Linked DNA regions of Zea mays: region 1 is linked to region 2. Evidence: chromatin contacts called from public Hi-C data. All regions are on one chromosome and are shown on one strand. The core of a region is the stretch at or near the end of the contact, and the rest is flanking DNA. Distances in the headings are between cores, read along the strand shown. Region 1 overlaps LOC103626578 (pentatricopeptide repeat-containing protein At4g04790, mitochondrial). Region 2 holds the start of LOC103626570 (microtubule-associated protein futsch).

Evidence for each region. Hi-C and Micro-C count contacts between places; a contact is called where the count stands out from the background.
Region 1: a Hi-C map of ear shows a contact between it and region 2, with 2.0 times the contacts expected there. The contact joins the enhancer-like site here to the promoter of LOC103626570 in region 2. A contact is called at or near these places in 2 of 25 Hi-C or Micro-C datasets (ear and tassel).

What each region holds. Positions count from the first base shown.
Region 1 is chr5:77,140,816-77,145,327 of Zm-B73-REFERENCE-NAM-5.0, reverse strand. LOC103626578 (pentatricopeptide repeat-containing protein At4g04790, mitochondrial) reads left to right here. Exons shown (of 16, transcript XM_020538417.2): 12 at 1-125; 13 at 226-353; 14 at 463-532; 15 at 1,694-1,908; 16 at 2,042-2,436. The coding sequence ends at 2,243. Among protein-coding and RNA genes, the nearest start is that of LOC103626578, 37 kb to the left of the region's middle. Within about 2 kb of position 2,822, at least 10 of the 20 cell types and tissues checked have an H3K27ac peak or open chromatin away from gene starts, as enhancers often do. A contact at or near this core is called in ear, where this site is marked.
Region 2 is chr5:76,703,915-76,708,430 of Zm-B73-REFERENCE-NAM-5.0, reverse strand. LOC103626570 (microtubule-associated protein futsch) reads left to right here and starts at 2,998. Exons shown (of 7, transcript XM_008646986.3): 1 at 2,998-3,375. The coding sequence starts at 3,334. LOC125446251 reads right to left here and starts at 2,062. Exons shown (of 3, transcript NM_001407524.1): 1 at 1,893-2,062; 2 at 1,071-1,600. The coding sequence starts at 1,215.

The sequences.
Region 1 (4,512 bases), core at 1,573-4,072, 440 kb before region 2:
ACATCAAGAGCGCACTTGTAGGAGCGCTGGCATTAAATGGGCAAGTGTCGGATGCACTTCGCTTGCATGATGAGATAATGCAATCCGGCGGCTCCCTGGAACCAAAAGCTGCCATTGCCTTGATTGTGAGTAAATCTGTGAACAATTCCAATGAGAAAAGTCTGCATAGTAGTTTAGATTTATTTGCTGTCTACATTTCTTATAGAATTGTATTTTCTTCTTCAGGAGCATATTCGAACAGAAGGTGAACTGGATAGAATGCATCAACTTCTCGATGGGCTGAATGACTCAAACAGCTGGTTTGATGGCTGTGGCAGAGTACTTTTATACTGTGTCCAGCACAACTATCCTGAGTATGATTGTCAATGTTTATGCTGTTGCCTTTCTACACTGTTTAGTCAAACCCTCAAACTTACCGCGATGTGTTTATTCGCTCTCCTTTCTTTTTCTTTTTTTGGCCAGTGCTGCAATTGATCTACTTAAGCAGATCAGGGAGAAAGATGAAATGAGTACATATATGGTTGTTGATCAGGTATTCTTTTTTGAGATTGATCTTGTTGGGCATCAGGATACCTGATGGCCTTCCTGTTTCTGCAGTTTTATCGAAATCACCTGCATACTTTATCTTAACACATACCATAGTTGTCAAGGCGTCACCTCACCTCAGTGGTAAGGCGCCCCGGTGAGGTCAGGTAACGCGTTCTGCTCGCCTTACTCCCGCACCTAAGGCGAGTGGAAGAGAGGCAGCTGGCAGTGCCGCGGCGGCGGCACATGAGAGAGGGAGAAGCGCCAGCGTGGAGAGAGGGAGAGAGGAAGTGGGATTAACCTAATTTTAATGAGCTAGTTGGGCTGCTTTGTAGGCTAACTAGTCTGGCTGGGCTAGTCTTTTTCTTTTCTTTATCGTTTTCTCTTCTTTATTAATATTTTTGTCCTAAATACTTTCTCAAATATCAATATTTTTATAGTTTTATATATATATTTAAGGCATAGCCTCACCTTATGCCTTATCGCTAAAAGGTAATAAGGGGGTCAGTCGCCTTACCTTGCCTTGCCACCTTAACAACTATGACACATACACCTGATCTCATGGAAGTGTGTAATTTGTACCTTTAGTTTGTTGCAGAGTTATTGTGTAGTATATAATGATTGAGGATACCCGTAAACAAGTTCACATAGGCAATAATTCACTTCTTTGCATTGATCTGTATCTTCTTTTGCCTAATTCACACTTAATAGATATCGAGGTCAACAGAAGATCTCATGTTGTTTAATTGATCAGTATTGAACTATGTTCTGTACTTTTCGAATTGCTCATCATTTTATTTTCATTGTGTTGAAAGTACATTCCCTTCTCTGTTCCCCATTCTATTCGGTATATGTTTGTTTACGATGGAATATGCTGCAGTTTTACCCCCTTTTTTATTTGGTGAGCATTTCATGACTGTTTGATGTGATATCTCTTGTTTATTGTTCTGTTAGTTTGGAGAAGTGATTCCATTTGAATTATGTTGACACTATGAGTGATACTCATTTTTATGTTTTAGTCAACAATCTAATTGTACTGCTGTGTTTATTGGTAATGCAGATCCCTCTGAATTATTTTTCTAAAGGGTGTATTAAATGTTCCGAAACATATTTCCCTTCTTTTGGTTTATAATTGTAGCTTCGCTTACTTGATTGAACGGTTTTAAAGGTTTTTTGCCAAATATGGGACATGGAGACCACAAATTTGGATTTTGGAATGGTGTTTCTTGATGCTGTCAAAGAGCTTGGACTTAATGTTTCTCGGACAAGCCTTGACTTTCTTCTCAGCGCATGTGTAAAAGCAAAGGATTTGCGACGTGCCCAACAGATCTGGACAGAATACGAATCTGCTGGTCTTCCACACAACGTGCTGAGTTCCTTGAGGTTGAATTCTTTTACATAAGCCAAGAATTAATAAAGCATTTTCTGCATAATTGTTCATTTATGGATGATTTTTACCGTGGAGCCGTGTAAGATTTTGCTTTATGTGTTATTTATTACATTTATGCCTCTTCAGGATGTATCAAGCTTTTCTTTCATCTGGGGGACGTAAGGCGGCTAAGAAGTTGTTGAAAAAGATACAAAAGGAAGATGCTCACGTGCGCTACATAACATATGCTTGTCGTGCGACATACTGCAGTAAAGACTTCAAGCCTTCTGCTACAGTTAGGTTAAGTTCCAAAGGAAGAGCTAGATCAAAACCTACTAATGAGGGGTAAGAGGTCTATTTACTTTTACCACTTCCGTTGCAGTGAAATACTGAAACGGGATGAAATCAATTCTTTTGTTCTGGGAAATTCGCTCGTACTTGTTAACTCCTATCGCTTTGGATCTTAGAGACTAGGGTGATCATTGCTAACATCGGATTATATCTTAAGCAATTGGTGGAGCCATGGAGATTTTCTGATTTTATTTTTTGTGTGCATATCATGGTCAATATGAAGCCTTCACCTATAGGCTTAAAGGACAAGGGAATTCTAAATTGTAGCCGAACAGATAAAGACCCTGCCCTTCGTAATCAGCTTCTCTTAACAAAATCCTTCCATTAGTTGCTCATCTGTTTTCTTTTTTGTTTTGCACTGTGTGGAGTTGCTACATATGTTACTGTTTCTAGCTCGAAACAAGCAATCGTACATCCAAGGGATTGCAAAGAGATCATGAGACCACTAGCCATATTTGATGCCCCTTTGGTGACCACAGGCCACCATTCCTGTCAGACAGACCCACTCGGCTTAATGGCCTTAGCCTTGTCATAGTGCTGTCCATGTGAGCACAACACAGGAGTTTGGTCACGGTGAAACAAGGGTAGCATTGCCTTGCCTCCACAAGGCCCTCCCCCTTCCGTGCATCACCTACCAGGAAAAGATCTGCTGATCAGTTCCATTTCTTAGGGCTGGTTTGGCAGCCCAAAATTTCACCAGTTTTCCGGCCTTTTTCTCTGGAGATAAAGCCCACACAGATATTTTTCTTGGTTTTGTCCATCTGTATGTTTAGAAGCCCATCATCCAACAGACATTTGTATTCGTTCTCTCGATGTCATCTCCGCGACGCCCCGGCTCATGAGAACTATGTTACCACGGATCACAAGATCCACTCCCTTTCCTCCCGTCAGCAGATTAGACGCGAGAAGTTGTAGAAGACCCGTTTCCCTTTCCATAAGCACGACATAGAAACACACGAGACACAAGGTATAGTGTTGGGTCTCTGTCCTCTTTCTCTTCTCTGTAATATGAAGTGGTGTACATGTTCCTTATATAGAGATGTGAGACCCCTTAGGGGCAAACTCGGTATTTGCCCACATAATCCTAACTAGGGTTATTTAACACTCCCCCTTGGGCGAATACCGCGACCATCACATGCCTCGTTAAAACTCCGAAAAACCCAGTGGAAAAAATGTGGAGAAAGAGTGCATGGTGATACAAATTGCATTTGTACTTTGTTGCCTTGTTAAAAACCTCATGTAAGAAACTTCAAGAAAACTCACCAAGGGAAAAGAGTACAACAGCTGTCATCGTGACAGATTTTGATCCTCTGGGATCTAGATTCTATCGAATCTTCTACAAGGGCTAACTTTAGAAATGTGCTCCCCCTGATACTTGCAAAACCGCATCAATAAGGCAAAACATCTTCTGTAAGTATATGCACATAAAGATTTAGCAAACGGATTGCATATCCTTGCAAGGACTATTTCAGGAACTTTACCTCTACTCACTTCTAGGATATACGAGGTAAGTGCACGTATCAATATAAATAAGCCACTTTGACTGATGATGTTCGATCGACTGGATCTTTATATTTGATAGAAACTTTCATAAAGGTTCACATATTAATCATCAAGCTCACGCCTTCAGGGCATAGAATATGACATTTATTGTCTCACGATTGTGATCAATATAAGCATTCGCTCTCCCTGACGATGACATCTATCAAAGTCGTTATCCCTCATAACTCAAGCATATTCTTCAAGATATATGTCTCATTGTTCATCTAGAATAACGAGAATGGATGAGGTTGGAGTGCTATCATTTTCTATGTTACACCATAATTTATACATAGTTGTGCAAAGCAAATAACATGTCCTTAAATATGACTTAGGGGATAATATAGTTGCAATAGTACATATTCTAAATATGACACATCGCTCTAGGCGTTCATCCATTGCAACATCTATGATGGTGTAACAAAAGTCTATCAAAGATCGTAATCCATCAGGGATTTTTCATTGATCAGATACATCGTTATAGTCTGTCATTCTGGCACGATGGGGATATTTTGCCAGTAACACCTAAACCTTATAGGTTTCTGCCATCAGGGCTTTAGAGGATACCGTAATTCCACATCTAGTGGAAATTACCATGAGTAAAACCCATGGAATGCACATGTGCTTATTCGGTGAACTTCAAGTCTTTTGGTACCTCATCTTATTCCTTTTCGGGTTTGTATGGGTCTTTATCCTTTTATAGGGATTATCAAACTTTGGTGTTTAAC
Region 2 (4,516 bases), core at 1,749-4,248:
GACCAAAAACTTGACCACTGGCCTGCAAGCGCACAAGGTTTTCACCAGAAAGCCTTCGTCTTTGCGCCCCTCACCCCCTCTTGCTTCAGCCTTTCACACCCTACTACCCTAGCTTGCCTGTTTGGGTGGGCCGCAGTTTCTAGTGATCTGCAAATCGAGATCAGCTAGCATGTCTGATGAGTGATGACCTGGCAAGGGAAGAAAATACAGTATCGCCTTCATGTACTGTTCGCTGCCCCCCACCCCCCCACCCACAAAAGGTTAGCCTTTTCTTCAGTGACCACTGACCAGTACAAGTTCCAAGTCATATCTACTGCGTACTCAGAGGAAAGGAAGAAGACCAAAAGGGATAGAATAGTGAAGTACAAGTCAAGGCACACACACACACATTGTTTTCCCTTTCTAATTAATAATGAGGAAAAAAAGCTGAAACGTATCAAAGCAGAGAGCTATGTAACAGGTTTAAGAGCTTTTTTTTGGGGTGCATCACAGAGTGAGGATGGAGCGACCAAGGTGTTTTGGTGCCTTTCTTTGCGTGAAGGCCAAGAACCAACCCTTCACGTCCGGTCACCACCGTCCGTTGGGATCTACTAGGCAAGAACAGAACAGAACAGAACGCAGGACAAACCAATGCACCAACCAACTTTTCGTCAGTAATTGCATCGCATGCCAGTCTCTTGCTACTTCGATGCCCTCTAGATGATAGCCAAACGCTAGCATCACCATCATCGGACTGGCAGCACATCCAGCTGGGAGGGCGGAAGGAGCTACGAGTCTTAGACGCGTGCACGGCAGCACCACTGTCTGCAAGCCTCGCTGCTCCTCCACATCCTGACAACTGTGCAGAAGCCGTAGCAGCAGCAGCTGCTGTCAAGACGTACTACCTGCAAACCACAGGTTTACACATATTTTCGGCAAGAATTTCACGAGGCGCAAAATGGAGCTCTCTGTAGAACATAAGAACAATCGGAAAAAGGTTCTAGCGGCCGGCCGTACACCAGTCGAATTCCATCCTCACGAAATTCCTGCATTTAATTCCACTCCACAATAAAAAGAAGAAGAGGTGTTACCGTATTTCACGTGTGGTCTCGCTCTGGCCTCCGAGGTACGTACGCGCCTCATCAGCACGAGGTGACACGCTGGATAGGAAAATGCGTCCGTCCAAGCATCCAGATGGAGCTGGCAATGTTGGTCCAAGAAAGATGCTCTCCTCATCTCAAACAATACTACTAGACTAGTTTGTTTGTGTGGCGTATGGTATGGCTTTGGTATTTCTCCTTCTTTTTTTTTGTCTGTCCGGGTCCGGCGCACACCGGCCTCAAATATTCCAGAGGGCTGGCAGAAATTGCTCGGATTGACAGCCCCATGTATGTTACCTGATGACGAAATTAGTCGGGAAATCCGTAGGTGGCTATGACTCTGGCGGCATAAAATGACAACATGGCTTTAGCATGGCCGGTGCAGGTGCTGGTGATAGCCATCAGCTCTTGTATTCACCGCAGCTGTTGCCTTCATCTACGGATAACTGGGCACCTCTCCTCTGCCTTTTTTAGAAGTGGAGATGTCCTCCTTTTCTTTTCTGAATTACTCTCGTCCTTTCCTGCAGCATCAGATATGTCGAATAATGTCATTCACAAAAACGGGAACTGTGTATGGACAGGATGTCAGGTCAGAATTTGTGGTGACATGAGAGCCAGAATTGCTGAAGGTTTACGGCGTCAGAAAAAAAAGGATTTGTGTTGATTAAATCATTGACTCTCTGTGTGCTTATTGCTCCTGTGGGACCCGACTGACGGTTCATATTCTAATCCAAGGAGCGAGAGCAAACAGTTCCCGGAAAAAAAATCAATCTCCGAGAGGAGGTTTTCCAAGAGATGATAGAATCTACGTACCATGCTGAGTCAAGCTTGACAGCGCCACCCCGGGGGCGGCTGGAAACGAGGATTTGCAAAGCAGACATGTCATCCTCCAATGGCGCCATAACATCCCTCCTTTCGGCGCAGCTATATGCTTAGGATAATAACAGCACAAGCACAGCTTAGCGTTCCCTGCCTCAAGTTTTGATAATTCCGTAGCAGGTGATGGACGGCTGGACTTCTTTTCCGGCTGCAAGAAGTTGGACTGCGTGACGTGGATCCAGCGTGGCCCTTGGGCTGGCCAACTTGGTGTTTTCCTTTGTCCAGGGCGGTCGAACATGTGGAACTCTCTTGCTGCGGGTCACCGTCCCCCCCCCCCCCCCCCCCAGCAGCCACTTGACTAGATTCAGCATTCTGGGGCTTCAATTCTACAGCCTTTTCCCTGTCCTTGTGCTTCAGTGATCTTCAGAGCCTCGGCTCCATAGCTCTGAACGCTCGAACAATGGGCTGAACAGAAAAGGTAGACTGGGTTAGGAGGTCTTGGTCATAAACCGCAGCAATCAGTTCATTTAGGTTTCAGGACTAACTAAGGGCGTGGAAAGAATGACACATGGCATGTTGGTAAACGAAATTGAAACAAACCATTATTTGTAAAGTGAAAGCAACCTTGGATCCAAGTTTAACAGGACATAACACAATAATTGTACCAAATGCCAGGTTACTTTCATGCTGTCCTGCTTTTCACTTGATTTGATCCAGGTGAACTTCCTCCAGGCTGCAGAAAAAAAAATGGCCAAATCCATTCCTCCCTTGCGCCCCAAGTGCAACGTGAGGTAGGATGAGCGCAACCATTTCATAAATAGTTGAAAGTGACTAAAGCCTTACACGGTAGGAATTTCTGAAGACCAATCATGTTATCTGATATCTGAAGCCAAGCAAAAGAAAAGAAAAGGAAGAGCAGATAATAGTATCTTCACACCAAAAACTAGAATTTTCTTTTGAGCCGCACCTTAGAGAAGAAAAAAAAGATGAAGGATCCAAGAATGGTACTCACTGATCAATTATCGATCCAATAATGTCACACAGAAAAGGTTCTGTGGGCCCATCCAAGCAAGAATGCAGACACAATGGTCCAGCCACCACAACCATGTGCCTCATCACGTACCAGTTGCCATTTTGGCACCTAATGCTGAGTCCCCATGTTCATTGATCTGCCATTTCAGGGATAACTTCTCCCGCTTAATCACGATTACACTTAGGCAAGTGCTAATTCTCTGTCAAGAGCACTGTCATTCCTAGCCGCTGCTCAGCAATAGAAAAACATATTCACAGAGGGGCAGAGGAAAGGTCGGTATAAAGACCACCAGCTTTTCGAGATACCACCGGCCTTTTTCAGGGAGAAGCCACTCCATCTTTCTTTTTTTCCTTTTTCCAACTTTCTTCTTCTTCCTCCTCCTTCTCATTCTGATCTGGAACAATGGCGACAGAAGACGAAGAGCGAGAAGCAGCAGATGGGACGGTAAGAAATGTCTCCTCTTAGCCTCAGAACTTCTGCATCACTTGCTTGCTTCTGTTTTCCTGCATGCATACATACTTTGTTAAGATGTAGAGTTAAGTAAGGAGATTCATTGTCACAGTAATCTTATCATCTATGGCATCTTCTTCTGGTTCCACAGTTGCTACGTGTTTGCTGTTAACCTCCTTTCAGTATCATGAAGGAAGAAGGATTCTTCTTCATGTAGTAAACTGTGTAGAAATGGTGCTGCACCTGCACTCATTTCTCAGTTGTTAAACAAATGATCTCAAAAGCAACCAAGTTTACGGAAAAAAAATTAACACAGATAGGGAGAATCATCCCATGATAGGTATCACCGAGTGACATGCTTTCGCTCTTCTCTTTCAGTTGCTTCTTTTTCTCAATCTGGTATTGCTCTCCTGAGCTTGATAGATGGTATATGAATTCACCCAAGTTTGAGAAAATAATGTTAGTTAAAGAATTACATAACAACTTTTCCTCCTAGGTTCAACCTATCCAGAACCAAAACAAAAAATGCTAACGATAAGGATAAACAAGTTTAACAGTTCGGTCAACTGCTGTGACATGAATGACACTATGACAGGGTTAGGTAAACATGCATAAGCATCTAACATTAATTTACACTGAGTGTCAACCATCCAGTGTGGCGATCAAATAAAAGGCATGAAGAGAGCAAAAGTCTACTTAAAGCATGCCAAAACAAATAGTTCAGTACTAACACGCTTAATAGGAACATTCAATATTACAACCCTTCATGTAAGAACTAAACAAGGTTTTTGGAGAGACACAAACTCATCCAGTTAGGATGCCCACATGCGTACTGCCGGGGCAGTGTGCCATTTGACTAGTCAGCATGTTCTTTTTGACCACTTGCTGCAGTACTAGAAGTCTAGACTCTAGAGCCATTTATCAGTAAGTCAGGTGCCAACGAGAAATGGCGATTAGCCGACTGCCATGCATGACAGTCTGCTTGCACTTTTTCTGTGCTGCAGTACACTCATGACTGGATGTCCTTTTGAGTATATTTATGGCAGTAATTGAACAAAGTCAAGGAATAGTTAATACAAGATTGTATAGGTTAACATTTCCTTTTCTATTCCTACTTTGGTTCATGACTACTATG